Linked DNA regions of Mus musculus: region 1 is linked to region 2. Evidence: chromatin contacts called from public HiChIP or PLAC-seq data. All regions are on one chromosome and are shown on one strand. The core of a region is the stretch at or near the end of the contact, and the rest is flanking DNA. Distances in the headings are between cores, read along the strand shown. Region 1 holds the start of Tm4sf19 (transmembrane 4 L six family member 19). Region 2 has its middle 19 kb from the start of Ubxn7.

Region 1 (3,292 bases), core at 706-3,205, 87 kb after region 2:
CTCTCCTGGCCTCAGCTGGTACCAGGTACACACATAAAATTCCTATACTATGCAACTCAATAGAAGCAGATGTATAAAAGTTAGGGTCAAAGACAGATGCAGTTAGCACTTAAAAGGAGCAGAATGCATTCATAGAAACAAACACTTATCTAGGACTAATCTGGGTCTTTTGTTGTTTCATACCAAATTGAGGATTTTCTTTCTATTTATGTGAAGAATGAGGTGAGGATGTTGATTGTGATTTCATTAAATCAGTAAATTGTTTTGGTAGGAAGGTCTTTTTTCACAATGTTAATTCTACCAAGCTATATGCTTGGGAGGTCTTCAAATTCTAGAATGTTTCTTAATCTCTTTCTTCACACATTTAAAGTTTTCATTGAAGAGATTTTTTACCTCTTTTGTTATGTATATTCTAAATATTTGATTTGAGAATCTGGGAAGAGGAGCACGTCCATGACCTCTCTCCCAGCAGGCTTGTTACTCATGTATTAAGACTGGTAAATTTTGTAAGTCAATTATGTATCATAACACTTTGCTGAAATTATTGATAATTTCTACAATTTTTCTAGTCAAATTTTGGGAACATTGGGTATAAGATAATATAATCTTCAATTGAAAATAATTTGACTTAATATTTTCCCATTTGTATCCCTTCTCTTGCCTTACTGCTTTCAATCACGTTATGGATGAGCAGTAGGGAGAGTGGGCAGTCCTCTCTCATTCCTGATGTTAATGGGGCTTATTAATGGATTTATTCATTTAGGATGATATTGACCATGTGTTTGTCATTTATAACCTTTATTATGTTAGAACATGTTTCCTACAGTCCTATTTGTTCTAGGGCTTTTATTAAGAATGCATGTTGAGAGCTGGGTGTGGTGGCGCACACCTTTAATCCCAGCACTTGGGAGGCAGAGGCAGGCAGATTTCTGAGTTCGAGGTCAGCCTGGTATAGAGTGAGTTCCAGGACAGCCAGGGCTACACAGAGAAAACCCTGTCTCAAAAAAACTAAAAAACAAAAAAACAAAACAAAACAAAACAAACAAACAAAAAAGGAATTCATGTTGAATCTTATCAAAGACGTTTTCTTTTTTCTTCCATTGAAATGATCATATGATTCTTGTATTTTTTTTTGTCCATGTATTTGGTTTATTACATTTATTTCTTATATATGTTAAAAATAAAATCAATGAAAAATAAAATAAAATTCCTATACACATTACAAGAATAATTTTTAAAGCAATTTGTGTCTCACTCCACTTCCAGAATTTGTGAACTTAATTCTATCTTCTATAAATTCTTTTTTCCCCCTCTTTTTGGTTTTTTAAGACAGGGTTTCTCTGTGTAGCCCTGGCTGTCCTGGAACTCACTCTGTAGAACCAGGTTGGCCTCAAACTCAGAAATCCACCTGCCTCTGCCTCCCCAGTGCTAGGATTAAAGGCGTGCGCCACCACTGCCCGGCTTACTTTTTATAAATTTTTAAACTGGCTGCAACAACCAAGAACCACATATGGTGTATTCTGTCTCTATAATTGTCCCTGCTAAGTATGAGGAAGGAAGTTAATTAGGAGGAATGTTTTATCTGGCTTCTTGAAATAAAGATACAGAAATTCTCGGGTATTAGTTGTCATTTTTGCTGTTAATGTGACACAGAATTTTAAGCTATTAGTTTTTGCTTTTGTTCTATCTTACTTTTGAGACCGGGTTCCTGCTTCCACTTCTGTCTTTTTAGGATTGCAGGGAGCTTCTACATCCAGTGGCTGGGGCCTTGAATAGGAGCTTACCAAAGGCCTGTCTGGAGCCATCCCTGTGTGACACACAGTGTTTGTGCGACTGTGACACTCCAGGATGATGGATGCCCTGTGCTTGAACACGAGGGAGAAGGAAGACGACGAGGCTGAGAAAGTGGGGTGAGAAGGAAGAAAGGGTGGGTGCTCAGGGGTGCTCTCTCAGAAGAGCCCAGATGGTACAAGGAAGGATGACACAGCCGGATGGAGCAGCTGATGTGGAAAGGGCGCTGGTGGCAGAGGAGGCTGAGGGACTGCTCCTGGGTGCATCAGTGACTCACTAAGACCGTTGAGCTTGTGAGTCCATGTGTCCTTCCTTGGAATCACATGAAAGTGAGCAGAGAATGAGTGGGTCACGAGCACAGGCTTCGCCTGGGACAGAATGATTTTTCAGTGGAGGCCCGTGGGCAGCTGTGGACACCCACGCCCACTCGAGTTCACATGAATACCCAGGCAACCGCTACATATGCAGGACCTTCCCGACCCTGCAAGCCTAGCCGGCTGGGGCTGCCCGAGGGGCCAAGGTCCATTTTGAAGAGTGTCTCCTCCACTTTCTTGTTCTCCTATCCTGATTCTTGCCATCACAAACAGGTAAGAAGAGATGAGAGGGTCCTCTAAAATGATATATCCTAGACCAGCAGGGCTTAGCCGTTTAGACTGCCAGTCTTGCGATACCAGCTCTGCTGCTTAACCACTGGGACTTGAGGCTGTCTCTCAGTGAACTTGTCTTGGTGAACTTCAGGCCTCTGTACCTGCCTAGAATACCTTTCCCATCCAGTGCCTCCTTAATAGTTAAGTTTTGCCATGACAGCACTCCTTCCAGGAGCCCTTGTTGTTTCAGGCAAGGGTCAAGCAGTCCTGTGAGAGAGCTTCTGCCCTTTATTCTCCTCCTTTTTCTCTGTTCCCCTAGCTCTATAGTCCTCGAGGGAAGGGACTGCTTTGTTTTGATTTTCACCGTTTTCTCCCTAGGTTCTAGTGCAGTTGTCTGGCTTAACATCTACTAAAGGATGCAGGGAGAGATGGGAGTGGGGAAACCGGACACAGAAATTGTGCTCTTCCTCCCAGGCAAGTGCTCCTGGGCCCAGACAGTGGCTGATGATTGGTTCACACGGCCTGCACCTCAGGTTCTAGGGAGGGCCTCCTCTACAGCCTAGTTTTAAGATTTGACCTTTGGGGGAATAATGGTACATACCTTCGGTCTTATCACTTGGGAGGTGGAGGCAGAAAAATCAGAAATTCAAGGCCAGCTTCTGCTACAAGAGACCCCGTCTCAAAAACCAAACCAAACCAAACTTGACCTTCTGATCTCGGCTGCCTCTACTCACGAGAAAATGGGCTCTTTGCTAATCTGACTCACATGTTTGGAAGGCTGTCTCGGGGCGTTGTGGTTTCTAAGGGAACAGTCTCAGAGAGGAAGTGAAAGGCAAACCGAGTCACAGCATCCTTTCTCTGTAGATGGAGTAGGGCCCTCTTGCTCTTCTCAGGGCAGGCCAGCCAAGGGTTAC
Region 2 (3,668 bases), core at 498-2,997:
CAGGCCATCAGACTTTCTTAGCCAGAGCCTTTACTCGCTGGCCCCCGTAGCAGTACTTCCTGTTTTGTTTGTTGTTTTAAGACAGGGTCTCCCCGTGGAATTCTAGATGGCCTGGAACTCCCTATGTAGACCAAGCAGGGCTAAAAACTCAAGAGTTCCACCTCCTTCTGCTTCCAAGTGCTGGGATTAAAGCCGCGCAGCACCGTGTCCTGCTCTGTACATTTTTATAAAACATTTAAAGTTCAATGGCCTGGCTATGGAGATGACTCGGCAGTAAGGGGCACAGCCTGCGCAGCTGGAGCATCAGGGTTGGATTCCCAGCACCAACCTGCCAGCTCACATCTGTCTGTTTTCTGGACTCTGTGGGCACAATGCATGCATGGACATAAGCACAGGCAAAACACCTATACACATCAAATAAAAATGTTTTTAGTCGGAGCCGGGCGTGATGGCCCACGCCTTTAATCCCAGCACTCGCGAGGCAGAGGCAGGTGGATTTCTGAGTTCGAGGCCAGCCTGGTCTACAAAGTGAGTTCCAGGACAGCCATAGCTATACAGAGAAACCCTGTCTTGGGAAAAAAAAAAAAAAAACCAACAAAAGAAAATGTTTTTAGTTATTTTTGAGATTAAAATTACATGTAATTACATCATTTGCTCCTTCCCTTTCAGCCCTATATAAATCATCCCATAGACCCCTGCTTGTTTTCTTTCAAATTCATGGCCTCTTTTTTCATTGTTGTTATACACACACACACACACACACACACACACACACACACACACACACACACTCACACACACACACACACACACTGAGAGCCAAAGTTAAATGCTGCAGGCTATTATTTGTGGGAGATAACAAGCCACGTGTTTTTTGTTCCTTAAACAATTGCTCCTGATGTGTTTAATCCCATGTATGTGAGAGGTACAAGTAATTAGAGGTACGTGTAAGACTCCGAGGAGCCTTAGCTTACAGGGGACCCCTGAGTGAGCCACGTGGAGCCAGGACCTATGCAAAAAGCAAGAGGAATTTATTGTTCCAGTGCACTGGGGTCATCCCAGACCCAAAGGAGAGGCAGTGACCACCAGCACCCATTCGGCCATTTTTTATATGGTTTCCAGGGGCAGAATAGAGCATCAGCAACTAGGCACAATATGATTGGCAGAACAGTGCACCCTTTAAACTGATTGGTCTTTAGGGGAATGAGGTGGCAAGGACTTCCCTTGTCTGAGGTGAGCAAGGTCAGTCTGTGGAATGTGTCTCTACCCGCAGGTCAGTCCCTACCCGTTGGTCAGTTCCTGCCCTGGAGTCAGAGAAATGCTAATTAGCCTCTCCCTTCCGGAGGGGTGAGTGTTTCATGACCTTTCCAAAGTTCCTATGCCGACCTTTTCAGATGCAGGCAGGACATACCTAGGCTGGAAGTATGTTAGGATATATGCTTTTTCTGGACCTGATGGGAAATACTGTGGCCTTCTGGGTGTTCTTTTTTGAACCTCCACAAAATGTGACTAGTGGCCATTTTCTGGAAACCCAGGAATGGACCTGGCCAGAGTCCATCACACTGGCTAGTTTTAAATTAAAGCTTGCTTTAAATTTGGCTCAAAATTGTGATAGTCTTATTCTCACCTGGCAGGATTAATAACACATATCAGTACACACAAGCTGCTGAGCCTATCTATCTAGTGTTACTTGTGTGTGTTCTCAGGGCAAACCATTTGGTATTGGATAACCAGTTGGTATGCTCTTCCCTGGGGGAGACTCTCTGTTCTCAGCATTCCTCAGTTGCCGTGGTTCTTTGTAAATGACAGACCTCCTGGGCGTAAATATTTTAAATTTTTTTGGTGCCTGAGCTGGACATTGGCATATGCCTTTAATCCCAGCACCTGGGAGGCCGGAGGCCGGCTAATTTCTGTGAGTTCAAGGCCACTCTGATCCTACAAAGTGAGTTCCAGGGCAGTCAGGGTTATACAGAAACAAACGTTTCAAAAAGCCAACAGACCAAGAAACCAAAATAAAACAAAACAACTGTGGTGATTTTGTGCATTAACTGTCCTTTGATATTGCGCCTTAGCTGCATGGCTGTGGTTTGTGCTTTTCTGTAGGACCTTGCACATGGTTATTAAATAAAGGATTTATTACAAAATCTTTAAACTCTTCAGAGGTGGAGAGTTTTTGAGATGTCTCAGTGGGTAAAGGCACTCGCTGCTACACCTGATGACCTGAATTTGATCTCTGGGACCCACGAGAGGGAAGGAGAGTGAGCCTCCTCAAAGCTGTCCTCTGACCTCCACACCCACGCACGTCCACTCGGGACACTCACACAAAGTCACCTAATTAATTTTAAAACCACAAAGGGGCTGAGATGCTTTTGTGTCAGTGCTGGGGATGAGGCCAGGTCTTTATGCATGCTAAGCACCACTGAGCCCCACCCTCCAGCATGAAACTGGTTTTCCTTTCAACATTCTGGACTATTTATATTTATTTTTCTCTTTGAGTCCTTTCTGTTGGGATGTTCATCTTTTAGTTCTCAATTTCCAGAGAAGTCTTTACATACTGGGAAAATTGACTTTTTCTCTGTAGTGAGTTACAAAAAAAATTTCCCCAGGAGAGTAAGACTCCCCATGTTCTCAGGAAAAGATTGATTTTTCAGTCTATATCCATGGTAACAAGTAACACGAGGACAGGCTATAAACCTAGCTAATCAATCAATGACATCTGGCTTTATAGAATACACCTCTGAAAGCTGAATGAAAATGAGCACACGACCTCCAAGGTGGGGTGGAGGAGGATTTTATTGTAAGTATGACAGAAAGTACAGCCACAGGCGTATGGACTGAACCGGTCCATGAAAGGAGAGAGAGGAAGAGAAGAGAGATGAGGACACCAAGAGAGAGAGAACCAGAGAGCTCATGGCCTTCATGTCCTGGTGAGAAGTTCTGGGAGGAGCCAGGTCCTGAGGGAGCCTAGAGTTCTGAGCATGCACTTTGGTGTGCTAATAGATACCACAGTCAGCCATTTGTCCTAGATTTCTTTGGGACCTGACAGAAAACCAGTCCCTAACAGTTTCTTGCTTTGGAAGTCCTCACCTTCAGTGATCCATGCCAGGAAAACCATTCTGAGACTGACTGTAACTCACTCCTGCTTCATAATCAAACAGATGAGACCATGTTATCTAGCCTAATATCTTGAGTTCTTATTAAACTGCCTATCACCAGTTTGCTTTGTGCCAAGTGATTATGTCCAATCATAATCATTATTATGTCTATTTTTAGCATACGCAGTAAATTCAGACTTAGGGTCTTAATTTTGACATTTTTGGTCTCTCATTTTTTTGGTGGGGGTGGTGTTTTGAGACAGGGTTTCTCTGTATATACCCTGGCTATCCTGGAACTCACTTTGTAGACCAGGCTGGCCTCAAACTCAAGAAATCTGCCTGCCTCTGCCTCCCGAGAGCTGGAATTAAAAGTGTGCGCCACCATGCCCGGCTGTTCTCTCATTATTTTTTGGTTTTATGAGACAGGGTTTCTCTGTGTAGCCCTGGCTGTCCTGGAACTCACTTTGTAGACCAGGCTGGCCTCGAACTCAGAAATCCGCCTGCCTTTGCCTCTCAAGTGCTGGGATCAAAGGCGTGCGCCACCACCGCCCTGTTCTCTCATTTTTACACCAG

What was found. HiChIP or PLAC-seq counts read pairs in DNA pulled down with a chosen protein or histone mark.
Region 1: an H3K27ac HiChIP or PLAC-seq map of embryonic stem cells shows a contact between it and region 2, with 5 read pairs. The contact joins the promoter of Tm4sf19 here to the enhancer-like site in region 2. A contact is called at or near these places in 2 of 484 Hi-C or Micro-C datasets (cortical neurons and nephron progenitors), 3 of 115 datasets of contacts at active chromatin or transcription factors (the 230-238 cell line and embryonic stem cells) and 3 of 9 other capture datasets (adipose tissue, liver and pancreatic islet).

Annotation. Positions count from the first base shown.
Region 1 is chr16:32,398,551-32,401,842 of GRCm38.p6, forward strand. Tm4sf19 (transmembrane 4 L six family member 19) reads left to right here and starts at 1,956. Exons shown (of 5, transcript NM_001160402.1): 1 at 1,956-2,378.
Region 2 is chr16:32,311,299-32,314,966 of GRCm38.p6, forward strand. No RefSeq gene overlaps it. Among named protein-coding and RNA genes, the nearest start is that of Ubxn7, 19 kb to the right of the region's middle. Within about 2 kb of position 1,748, at least 19 of the 459 cell types and tissues checked have an H3K27ac peak or open chromatin away from gene starts, as enhancers often do. A contact at or near this core is called in embryonic stem cells, where this site is marked.